2 separate regions of the Anas platyrhynchos genome follow, and region 1 is linked to region 2. The links are chromatin contacts, called in public Hi-C maps. All regions are on one chromosome and are shown on one strand. Each heading gives the region's core, a stretch centred on a gene start, on an enhancer-like site or on the middle of the called end of the contact. The rest is flanking DNA. Distances are from core to core; before and after follow the strand shown.

Evidence for each region. Hi-C and Micro-C count contacts between places; a contact is called where the count stands out from the background.
Region 1: a contact with region 2 is called in a Hi-C map of skeletal muscle, with 2.2 times the contacts expected there. The contact joins the enhancer-like site here to the promoter of EHMT1 in region 2. A contact is called at or near these places in 2 of 8 Hi-C or Micro-C datasets (skeletal muscle and subcutaneous adipose tissue).

The regions. Positions count from the first base shown.
Region 1 is chr18:4,888,561-4,893,591 of IASCAAS_PekinDuck_T2T, reverse strand. It overlaps EHMT1 (euchromatic histone lysine methyltransferase 1), which reads right to left. Exons shown (of 25, transcript XM_072025447.1): 5 at 4,670-4,806; 6 at 2,886-2,966; 7 at 722-842. Among named protein-coding and RNA genes, the nearest start is that of EHMT1, 76 kb to the right of the region's middle. Within about 2 kb of position 1,856, at least 8 of the 8 cell types and tissues checked have an H3K27ac peak or open chromatin away from gene starts, as enhancers often do. A contact at or near this core is called in subcutaneous adipose tissue, where this site is marked.
Region 2 is chr18:4,811,998-4,816,737 of IASCAAS_PekinDuck_T2T, reverse strand. It overlaps EHMT1 (euchromatic histone lysine methyltransferase 1), which reads right to left and starts at 1,277. Exons shown (of 25, transcript XM_072025447.1): 1 at 1,137-1,277. The coding sequence starts at 1,253. It overlaps LOC119713115 (a long non-coding RNA gene), which reads left to right and starts at 1,205. Exons shown (of 3, transcript XR_011804037.1): 1 at 1,205-1,294; 2 at 1,788-1,961; 3 at 2,380-3,237.

The DNA.
Region 1 (5,031 bases), core at 607-3,106, 76 kb before region 2:
GATGGCTATGGATGTGTGAAGCCTTAATAAAGATGCTGAAGGCACAACTTCACTTCAGAGAATGAACTTTTTCTTTTTAAAACCTGTCTTGTTACTTTTCCTGAAGATGAAGAATCAGATCCAGCCTGCTTCCCCACTCTCCCCATCCCACAGCTTTCAGAAGACAAAGGGCACTGAAAACTTCTCTGGAGTGCTGGGTAACTTGTGAGTGCCAGGTCAAACCAGAACGGCCGCCTGCACTACGTCCGCACCATGAGATGTGCCAAAGGTTGCTAAATTACACGGTGTGGTGCTTTCAGAATAAGCAACAGCCTGCACACTGCATTCAGCTGGACAAACATCCACAAAAAGCAACAGAGCATCACTCTGGGACGGCTCTTCCCCTTCCTTCTGCATCTAACCAAGCCCCCCAAGGTCACAGTTTACATGAACCACGCGGTCTTTGTTTGATGTTCTGAAATAAGGGGAGCACATGAACAAAAAGACATTTATCCAGCATGCCAATGATGAAGTTGCCTCATAGCTAAACTGCTGTAAAAAGTGTGGACGTGAGCCTCACGTGAGCGTAGTGAGATACAAGCTCAGACCCCGGTTCACCATGCAGCCTACCCTCAAAAGGATCAAAGAGCTCTGCCTACAGCCCCTGCCTTTTGGGCCTTGGGTCCTTACCCCCTGGAAGGCTACCTTCTGTGCAATTAAAGAAGAAAACACAATCAGTTACCTAGCACACTGGCTTGTTTCTTTTTATTCCTCCGTCTCCTCTTGCGGGTGGGTTTCAGCCATGGGCTGTCCGTCTTTCCTTTCCTCTTCAGCAGCTTCTTCTTGATGCTGGACTCCGAGCTCTGAATAACCAGAGAGGCCACGGGCATGTCAGGCATGTTGGTACCAGCACCCCCGCAGTCCTTTGCGCCCATGTGGAAGAGCCCCACACAGCCTGAGTTGTGTGAAAAGGCCTTCGGGACTGGGGGTTTGAAATCAAGTGGTGCAAAGATGCCTTTATAGCGCCAAAAAGGAAACACAAGCACACGTGTGGGTGTATTTCCTGTCATTTCAATAGTGCGTGCTTCACTTTCTCTTCCATGTAGGCTCTTACGCCACACTCATCACAGGAGTAGCCGAGCACCTCTGTGCAGCAGGGTAAGTGTGCAGTTACACACACACTTTTAGCTTCTCCCCAGAAAAGTTTTTTTCAAACTAAAATATTCACATAGCTCCAAAGTCGTGCTAGGAAAAAACACAAAGCTGTCTTGTACCTAAAAGAGCCAGCTTAACAGGGTTGGGACAGACCCTGGGGAGTTTAACCCTACAACAGCAGACAGGCCCCCTCCCTGAGCAAGGTACTGGGTGTCACGTCAGCACAGCCTGACCACGCAGCAACCTTCAGGCATGTATGAATCTAGACAGGGTTTAGGGTTTTTGTATGTTTGTTTTAGATGCAGAAAATACAGGTGCCTGGGGTGGGTTTTCAAAGTCAACATCAGAACAGGGAACCGGGCACCCCAACCCTGTAACCCGGTGTTCAAAGCTCCAGCCATAACAACCGTGTTCAGACTGAAACTGCCGGCTCCTGAGGGCTAACCGTCACCCACTGAAGCCTATAAAAAAGCTGCTGCTGCCTTCAAGAGAGGCTGGATCAGGCCCTACCTTCATGGCCTAGCTTCAACAGGAAGCGGGTGCTGCACCCTGAGCACAGCCGGGCAAAGGTGGTGCTGAGTGCTGGCTCCCGGGCAGCTCCGCGGCGCTGTCTGCACTGCCCTGAGGATAACTGTGCCCGAGCACGGGCTCGCCTCTGCCTCGCCACGTGGCTTCCAGCAGTTGCGTCACAGCGCTCGTGGGTGAGAGGTTTGCGTTTGAGCCAGTCCCTGTCTGGGTTGCTGACTGACTCACCAGATATGAGCACAGCAAAAACCACGGTCTAGGATGTGTAGATATGAGTTGGGTGTTCAGACTTGAATGTAAACTCAACCCTTGGCTTGAGCCAGCACTGCAAACGTGCCTTGGCTGCCCCGTGAAAGGCACAGGCCACGCAGTCCTTCCTGCCTAGTCCTCTCTGGCTCTTGTAGTGCCAGAGAAGGAACAAGATTCTTCAGAGTTTCAACAATTGATTTGGTTTAGTTACTTCTACCTTCAGCTCAAACCATCAAGACAATGAAGTCAGTAATTTTCTCAAGGTGACTGAAGTGGGGTGCCTTAAATGCTGGCTCCTCAACTTGAGATGCTGTGAAAAGGGAGCACAATTTTTAAAGTAAAAGGGAGGGCGGGGAGACAACCAGTGAACAGCAATTTCAAAAACAAGAAAGTATCAGGTTACCTTCACCAGCCATCTGAAAAACTAAAAGTAAAAATCACCAACAGCTGGTGAAAATCTTGCTTTAGCACTGTCTGTGTGCTGTTTGTACATCTCCCCGGTAAGGGCTGCCAGCTCACATGGTAGTGAGGTGACACGTCAAATAGATGTGAATTTGGACAGTGGCTGGCCCAACAGATTCGTGAACAACTCCACCTGGACTCTGACAATGCAGGCTGAGCTTCAGCTTGTTAAGAAAACACTGCTGGCTCGCACCACGTGCCAAGTCTGCCTCCAAAGAATTCAAGGACACTTAAATATTTCTACTAATATTCGAACATAAAAAGCAGTCAACACCTTGTTGAAAACAACAAACAAAAGCCCATTAATTAGCATCAGAAAGCAATTAATTGTATCACAGATCATGGTTAAGCACCTTGTGGAAAACAATACTCTGTGTGTGGGCGGCTCCTGCGAGCGAGTTTTGTCAAAGAGACCTGAAACTGCACTGCTTCTCTCTCTTTCTGGCAGCAGTGCAAAGGGGAAATTATTATCAGCAGGACAAAGGCTTTCAGGTGCATTTAGCAGCCGGGCTTACCAAGTCAGACTCATCTCCATCTTCCTCCTCCTCCACAGACTCTCCAGACTCTTGCTCCTCCTCGGACTCGCCATCATCCATCTGCAGCCACCAGCCCAAGAAGAGAAAGAGTCAGTCACGCCAGGCCTCCCAGAGCACCGCACCCCCCAGCACCCAGCTGCCCATGTGTGCACTAACGCCGTTTCCTCTCCAGGACAAGACCTCCAAGGCTGTTAATGCACAACATGGTTCACCCATCAGGATGGTACAAGAGAAAAACAAAACCAAACAAAAAACATTCAACTCCAGAAGAAAGTTTCCGAACCAAATCTCAATTTCTCTGATTAGCCAGAAACAGCCTCGTACCTACGCTACGCAGCGTGATTTGGGAGAAGTTAACTAAACTAATTTTAGTGCTTTACCAGCCTGTAACAAGCAAGGGTAGGAAGACATCTCTTACTGGTTTGGTGAGGAACATAACTAAACGTCGTGGGGTCCTGCACATGCACTAGACCACAGAGCATTACATAGCAAGGCTGAAACAGGAGGGCAGGTGAGGAGACTCACGGGGGAAAGAGGGAGCAGGAAGTGGTCATCAAAAGCCTCACTTCCACCGCTGTGCTTTCTGCCACCTTGCAGACTAGAAAATCCTAGAAATTGCCTCAACTGACGCCACTCCTATCCCAGGGGTGTAAGCAGTGTCCCGTCCCGCTCTAAGTCCTGCACGGGGCATGTGAATACCTTTCTGGCATTGTCTGCGTCAGACGCGCTGTCTTTAGAGGTCCTGTTATCATCTGCAGGAAATGCAGCTGCCTGTTCTGCTCCGTGATCATCCTCCTCTTCTAACTCATCAGAGTCTTCCTCTTCAGAGTCTACATCTATGCTTTCCCCATTCACATGAGGGCTGACATCACCTAGGTCCTTTTCACTCTGGAAGTTGTCCAAGCACATGAGCCACAAAGACAACATCAATTCATAGCACAGAGCAGCTGAACCCATCCCAGACCGCCTCTGTGTTAGAAGGCTTACAGCTGCCAGGGGAAAGCTGGCTTTATGTCCCTCCAGAGCTCTTAAACGCTGCCAGCAAAGCCAGCCCCAGCGCCTGCCGTGTGCCACCTAACCCTGTCAATCTGGGGAACGAGACACCACGAGGAGTCATCCCAGCCTCATGTGGCTGCACGAGGCGTTACGGGGAGGGCTGCTGGTCAGGAGCTTTCGGCCAGCCCACGCAGCCTGATTTAAACGTGGAAGGGCAGCTCCACCGTGGAATACCAAGGGCGCAAAGAAGGTTTCTAGGGAATGCGAAGGGACGTTAAACCAGAGTGAGGAATTTTTACTCCGCTCCATGAAAGCGTAGTGCTCAAAGACCAAAACTTCAGGGCCCAAACTGCAGCAAGAGCAGAAGCTGATCAGGAGGGAATCCTAGGCTAAGGTCTGTTTTTAAGTAACTGCTTGTTTTGCCTTTCAGCCTCAAGCAACGCTAGACAGCAACCTTGAGGACTCCAAAACAAAAAGGTTACCGCACAGCGTAGGCTTGAAAACTCCAGTTCCACAGCACTCACAGGACAGAAAGGAAACGTTCACTGGAAATGTTTAAGAGCTGGTATCTCAACAGCCACCCTCAAAAAGCCATTTTCAAAGCAGCGAGGCTGCTGCGAGCAGGATGCTGTCACCAGAGAGATGCAGACTCAGAACAGAAGATGCTGGCGGCAACGAGCCAGCATGTTCCCACACCTCCCCATGGGGTTGGTGTGCCAGGACAAGGGGCCAGGACAAGTGCCCAGAAGGCTCAGCGCACCCCTCACCTTGGCACCCGCAGAGGAATGAGTTATGCTCTTAAACATCTCAATCATTGTTCTCTGTTTTAACACTTTGGTCTTTTTCTTGGGAACCAGGCTATAGGTTCCCATTCTCCGTTTTTTCTTCCGAGATACTGCAGCAGCTGCAAAAAAAGCAAAATAAACCCAAAGTTCGTTCAGAAATGAAAAGAAGGGGTAGAGAGTGGAGGCTGTAATGTGGGAAACCATATTTGAGGGCATGATCTGAGAGAAAAGGCTTCCCACTCCAACTAATTTGTTTACAATTCAACTAAATGATGACACACGCATACGTGCAAACACACCAAGAGCTTTTTGCCAGTGCTGCAAACTCACCCAAATTCTGAGTA
Region 2 (4,740 bases), core at 28-2,527:
TGGAGCCAGGGGACCACCTGTGGGCTTGTTATTTCACCACAGCACCCGGCCGTTGGCACAGCCCAAAGCCAGGCAGCGGGAGCAGGCCCTGCGGTGTGGATGTGACGGAACAGGGAGCAGAAGGAGGAAAGGCTCGGACAGCACTCAGACACGGGGAACCTTGCTGCTCTATGGGTCACACAGCGTCCCCATAGCAGCCCCAGCACGGCCCTTTGGGCACGGTGTGTGGTGACCCCCCCCCACCATCACCCCCTGACCCTGTCCCCGGGCACCACGTCCCAGGACACCCCCAGGAGCACCAGGGCCCCCCTGGCGGCCCCCTCCCGGTGCCCGCCCGCTCTGTGGGAGCAGAGGCGTCTCCGTGCTCCCACCCTGAGGCCGATTTCTGTTGGGACAGGGCCGGGGCCGGGCGGGGGCAGCCGGGGGGTGGCCGTGCCCGTGTCACCGACACGTGGCCGTGCCCGCTGAGGCAGCCCCGGGGCTTTGTGCGAGCGGCCCCGCTCAGCCCCTACAGCCCCACACAGCCCCCAGCCCCCCCCCCCATAGCAGGGCTGCCCCCGGCCCCCCCGGCCCCGCCGCTGCCGCCCGCCCCGAGGCCGCGCCGGGGCCCCGGACCCTGCATGGCAGCGGCTGCCCCCGCCCCGCTCGGCCCCGGGCCCTGCATGGCGCTGGGCAGCAGCAGCGAGCGCCCCGCCGGGCCCCGGACCCTGAATGGCGCCGCCCCGAGCCCCGCCGCTTGTATGGAAGGGGGGGGGGGAGGCCCCGGAACCTGGATAACGCCGGAGCCGCTCCCCGCAGCCGCCTGTATGTGAGGGGGGGGGGGGAACCCCGGACCCTGCATGGCGCATACCACCGGCCGGGCCGCGGAGGGGTGTGACTTATACAGAGTCCCGGGCCCCCCCCGCACACAATGGCAGCGGCGCCCCCATTCTTCCCCCCGCAGGGGCCGGACCCAACCACGGCGCGGCGGGGGCACGGCCCCCTCCCGGCCCGCGGCACCAAGCGGCCGGCACCGGGCCGTACCACTGCGCCCCCCCCCCCCCCACCCCCCTCACCACCACCCAGCCCCGGCCGCCTTCCCTTCACACCCCCCCCCCCCCCCCGCCCGGCAGATGGACGCCGCCGCCCGCACTCACCTCGGCATCCGCTGTGGCCATGGCCGGAGCCCCGGAGCGTAGCCCCGCCCCCGCGCCCCGGCTCCGCCCCTCTCCCCTCGTTCTTCTCAATGGAGGCGCTCCGTGCGCAGGGCGCATGCGCGGCGCATCATGGCGGCCCCCAGCGTGGAGGTTTTGCCGTACGGCAACATGGCGGCGCCCATAGGGAGGGGGCCGTACGGAGAGTAATGGGGGTGGGATGGGGGGGAGTAATGGGGACAGGATGGGGACAAGATGGGACAGGGAGAGGATGGGGACAGGGACAGCAACAGGGTGGGGATGGGGGGAGGGGGACAGGACGGAGGGAGAGCAATTGGGGTGAGATGGGGACAGGATGGGATGGGGACAGGATGGGGACACAGGAATGGGGTAGGATGGGGACAGAATGGGACAGGGACAGGAACGGGAGTGGGGTGGGGATGTGGGAGAGGGGGGCAGGATGGGGGGGCGGCAATTGGGGTGAAATGGGGGCAGGATGGGATGGGGACAGGATGGGGACACGGGCAGGAACGGGGGTAGGATGGGGACAGGGTGGGATGGAGACAGGGACAGGAACGGGGGGGGTGAGGTGGGGATGGGATGGGGACAGAACAGGACAGGGACAGGGACGGGGATGCTGATCTCAACCACCAGGTGCTGGCACCGTCTGGTGGGCACAGACAGGAGGGGAGCAATGCGGCCGCCCCACAGGTGCCGTGTCCAAGGCGGGGGCTCCAGCGCTGCCAGCGGGTCCCCAGCACATCCTGACCCCCACCGGGGCAAGCGGGGACACCTCTCACCCTCACCCTCGTGAAGATAACGGCCCAGGTGGGAACAGAGCGCTCAGCACGGGGGGGGGGACTTGGGGACACAGGGACAAACCCCTCGGCCCTGGGCAGCACAGGGGGGGGCTGAGCATTATTAGCGATTCCCACAGCCAGACACCGCCATCACCCCCGGGGAGCGGCTCCTTGGGCACCGTGTCCCTTCCCGGGGTGGCGGGGGTGGCCGTGTCCCCGTGGCCCTGTCCCCTCACGGCCACGGCCCCCCCAATGCCTCACACCGGGGCCCAGCCCCCGAGCTCCGCCCGGTGCCGGCCGCTGCTGCCCCCGCCCGGCCGCGAGGCGCCTGCAGCGAGGGGGGCGGCGGGGGGAGCCCGGCCCGGGGCTGGGGAGGGGGCCCCGAGCCCCTGAGGTGCGAGCGGGGCCCCCAAAAGGCCCGGCACAATCCCACCCCCACCCCTCAGGAACGGCAGACGCGGCCTTACAAAAGGAGAACTTTATTTATGTTTTCTGCCCTTTACATTCGGTGGTTAAAAACCCCGGAACAAAAATGAATTTGGCAAAAACCGAGAGCTGTGAGGAGAGCCCCGAGAGCCGGGAACCACAGCCACTGGTGCCAGACAAGGACGGGCGCCTGCGTTCAGCGTTTGACCCCACCAGTCCCTCCAGAGAGGAGGGATGGGACGTGGTCCTGTTGCACACAGCTGGAAATGTATTAAAATACAGAATTTCTGTCTATTTGTATTTCTGTATATTAAAACACAGGATTAAAAACCAAACAGCCCCAGAGCACCCCTCATCTTGCGTCTGAGAAAACTTCCTTCCCCAGGCACAAGCAGAAAAGATTTTTACAAAACTCCCGAAAGTTCAGCGGAAAGCTAAAAAAGAAGCCAACGTCCACCAAAAAGAACTGGAGGAGGTGTCGAGGCGAAGCCCTTGTGGCCCTCCCAGCGCTGCAGGCCCACCCGGCTCCTTGGTGCACCCCGTGAATCGCAGCCCCGGCAGGACGGGAGCCGGCCGAGAGGCTGCAGACAAAGGGAGGCAGCGGAGCTGCAGCGTGCTGGGGGAAGCGCCCGCAGCCAGCCCACAGCTTGATGAAGATGGATGGGAGCAGGGCAGAGGCTGCGGCCTCCCCACGGCACGCAGGTGGGGAAGCAGCAGCAGGTGCCAAAGCGGAGCTTGGTGGGACACAAGCAGCGAGGAGGAAGCCGCAGCTATGGAGGCTGCACGTGTGGAGAGCGGGACAAGGACAAAGACATGCCGGACAAAAAAGCAGCAGCAGTAGAAAGGGGGTGATGATATTTTTGGTATTTTCCATTGAATGCTGAGTTTGGAAACAATTGTCTCACCAGCTTTGCTCACACCCCACCATTTCCCCTCCCCATTTTGAACAAGCCGAACAAACAATTGCTTTAAAAATTGAGCCAGGAATTTAAATGAATTCCTACATACTAACGTTTCCTACCCAGAGCTGGGTTCAGAAGCCAGGTTTTTTTTGGTCTTTGTTGTAGAAAAAAGAAATTCCCAACTCCTCTTCAGAAAGAGGAATTGGGAATGAGGGGCCTACAGGAGCTCCCCAGAGGTTGAAACCAGAGAGGCTGCAGAGAAGGGGCAGCAGCAAGGCAGAGGACAGGAGGGACGGAGCTCTCACCCCTTCCAGAGGGGCACATAGACCCATCCATCGCTTTTCTGCCCCCAAAAGTACTGCTCGAAGTACTCAAACCCTGAGGTCTCTGCTGCCACAGCACCCTGGGGTCACAACTGCGGGTAGCTTTAGGAGGAGGAGGACTCTTCTCCCTGCAGTCCTGAACCATTTCTAAGAGGTCCATGAAACACAAACAAGGCTCTTTGCATCAATCTTCAACCCCCGCCACAGGGCTGGGATGGGAATGTTGGAAACCACAGCGCTTTGCCAATAATTTCTGTGCATTTGCACAAGAGCACGGCTCTCATAACGTCAGGGTGCCACCCTAGGGTGCCACCCTCCTGCGGCCCAGCCAGAGATGCCTCACAGGACTTGGTAGTTTCTCCCTACAGGAGCTGCACGTGCTCAGCCCTAGCACCCAGAAGCAGCAGCAGCCCCCAGGGCCTTGCCCGACTCCATCCTGTGCCCTCCAAGCCCTCAGGAACCCCTCCCCGGGGCAGCGTGCCGCCTGCTCCTTGCTTTGCAAAGGGGCCACCACAGAGAGCTAGAGGCACTGAAGGAGCAGCCAGCTGCTGGCAAATATAAGTTAGGTGAGCCAGCTTGGCAGCCAGGCTCGAGGCCCTGCCCATCAGGAACGTTTCTCATGCCAGGCACAGACCACCAGGCAAAGGGGACAGTCCTAAGTAATAAAAGCTGGGCAGAAGCCTGGGTTGAGCAGGGGCCGAACAAGGAGCCTTGTGTATGAGACAGGTCGTGCCTCAGGCTGCTGGCAGGGACAACATCTAGACAACACCTACATGCTTCAGACATGGTATCACCAAGCTCCGTGGGGGTGGGGAGGAGCCTTCCTTTCCGTTTTGAGTAAGATTCTTCCCAATGACTGTTCAGGAGAGGGCACAGGCTGGCAGTGTCCAGCCCTAGCAGCCGGACCTTGGCTGTTCCACCTCCATCCTCCTGAAGGATGAGCCCCCTCTCCCCTTCCTCCCCAGCACTCCACCTCCTCCTGACCTGAACTCTGCTGAGTAAGAGCCATGGACCAGCTTGGCAAGCTGCAGCTTCAGGGCATGATGCTGGGGAACTTCACGCTGCTGCAGAGCAGTGGGGGCTCGCTCCAGAGCTGAGCCCACGCGGAGCCAAGCCCCCTCTGCCTGCTGGAGCCGGGTGCGCAGCACAGCACCCA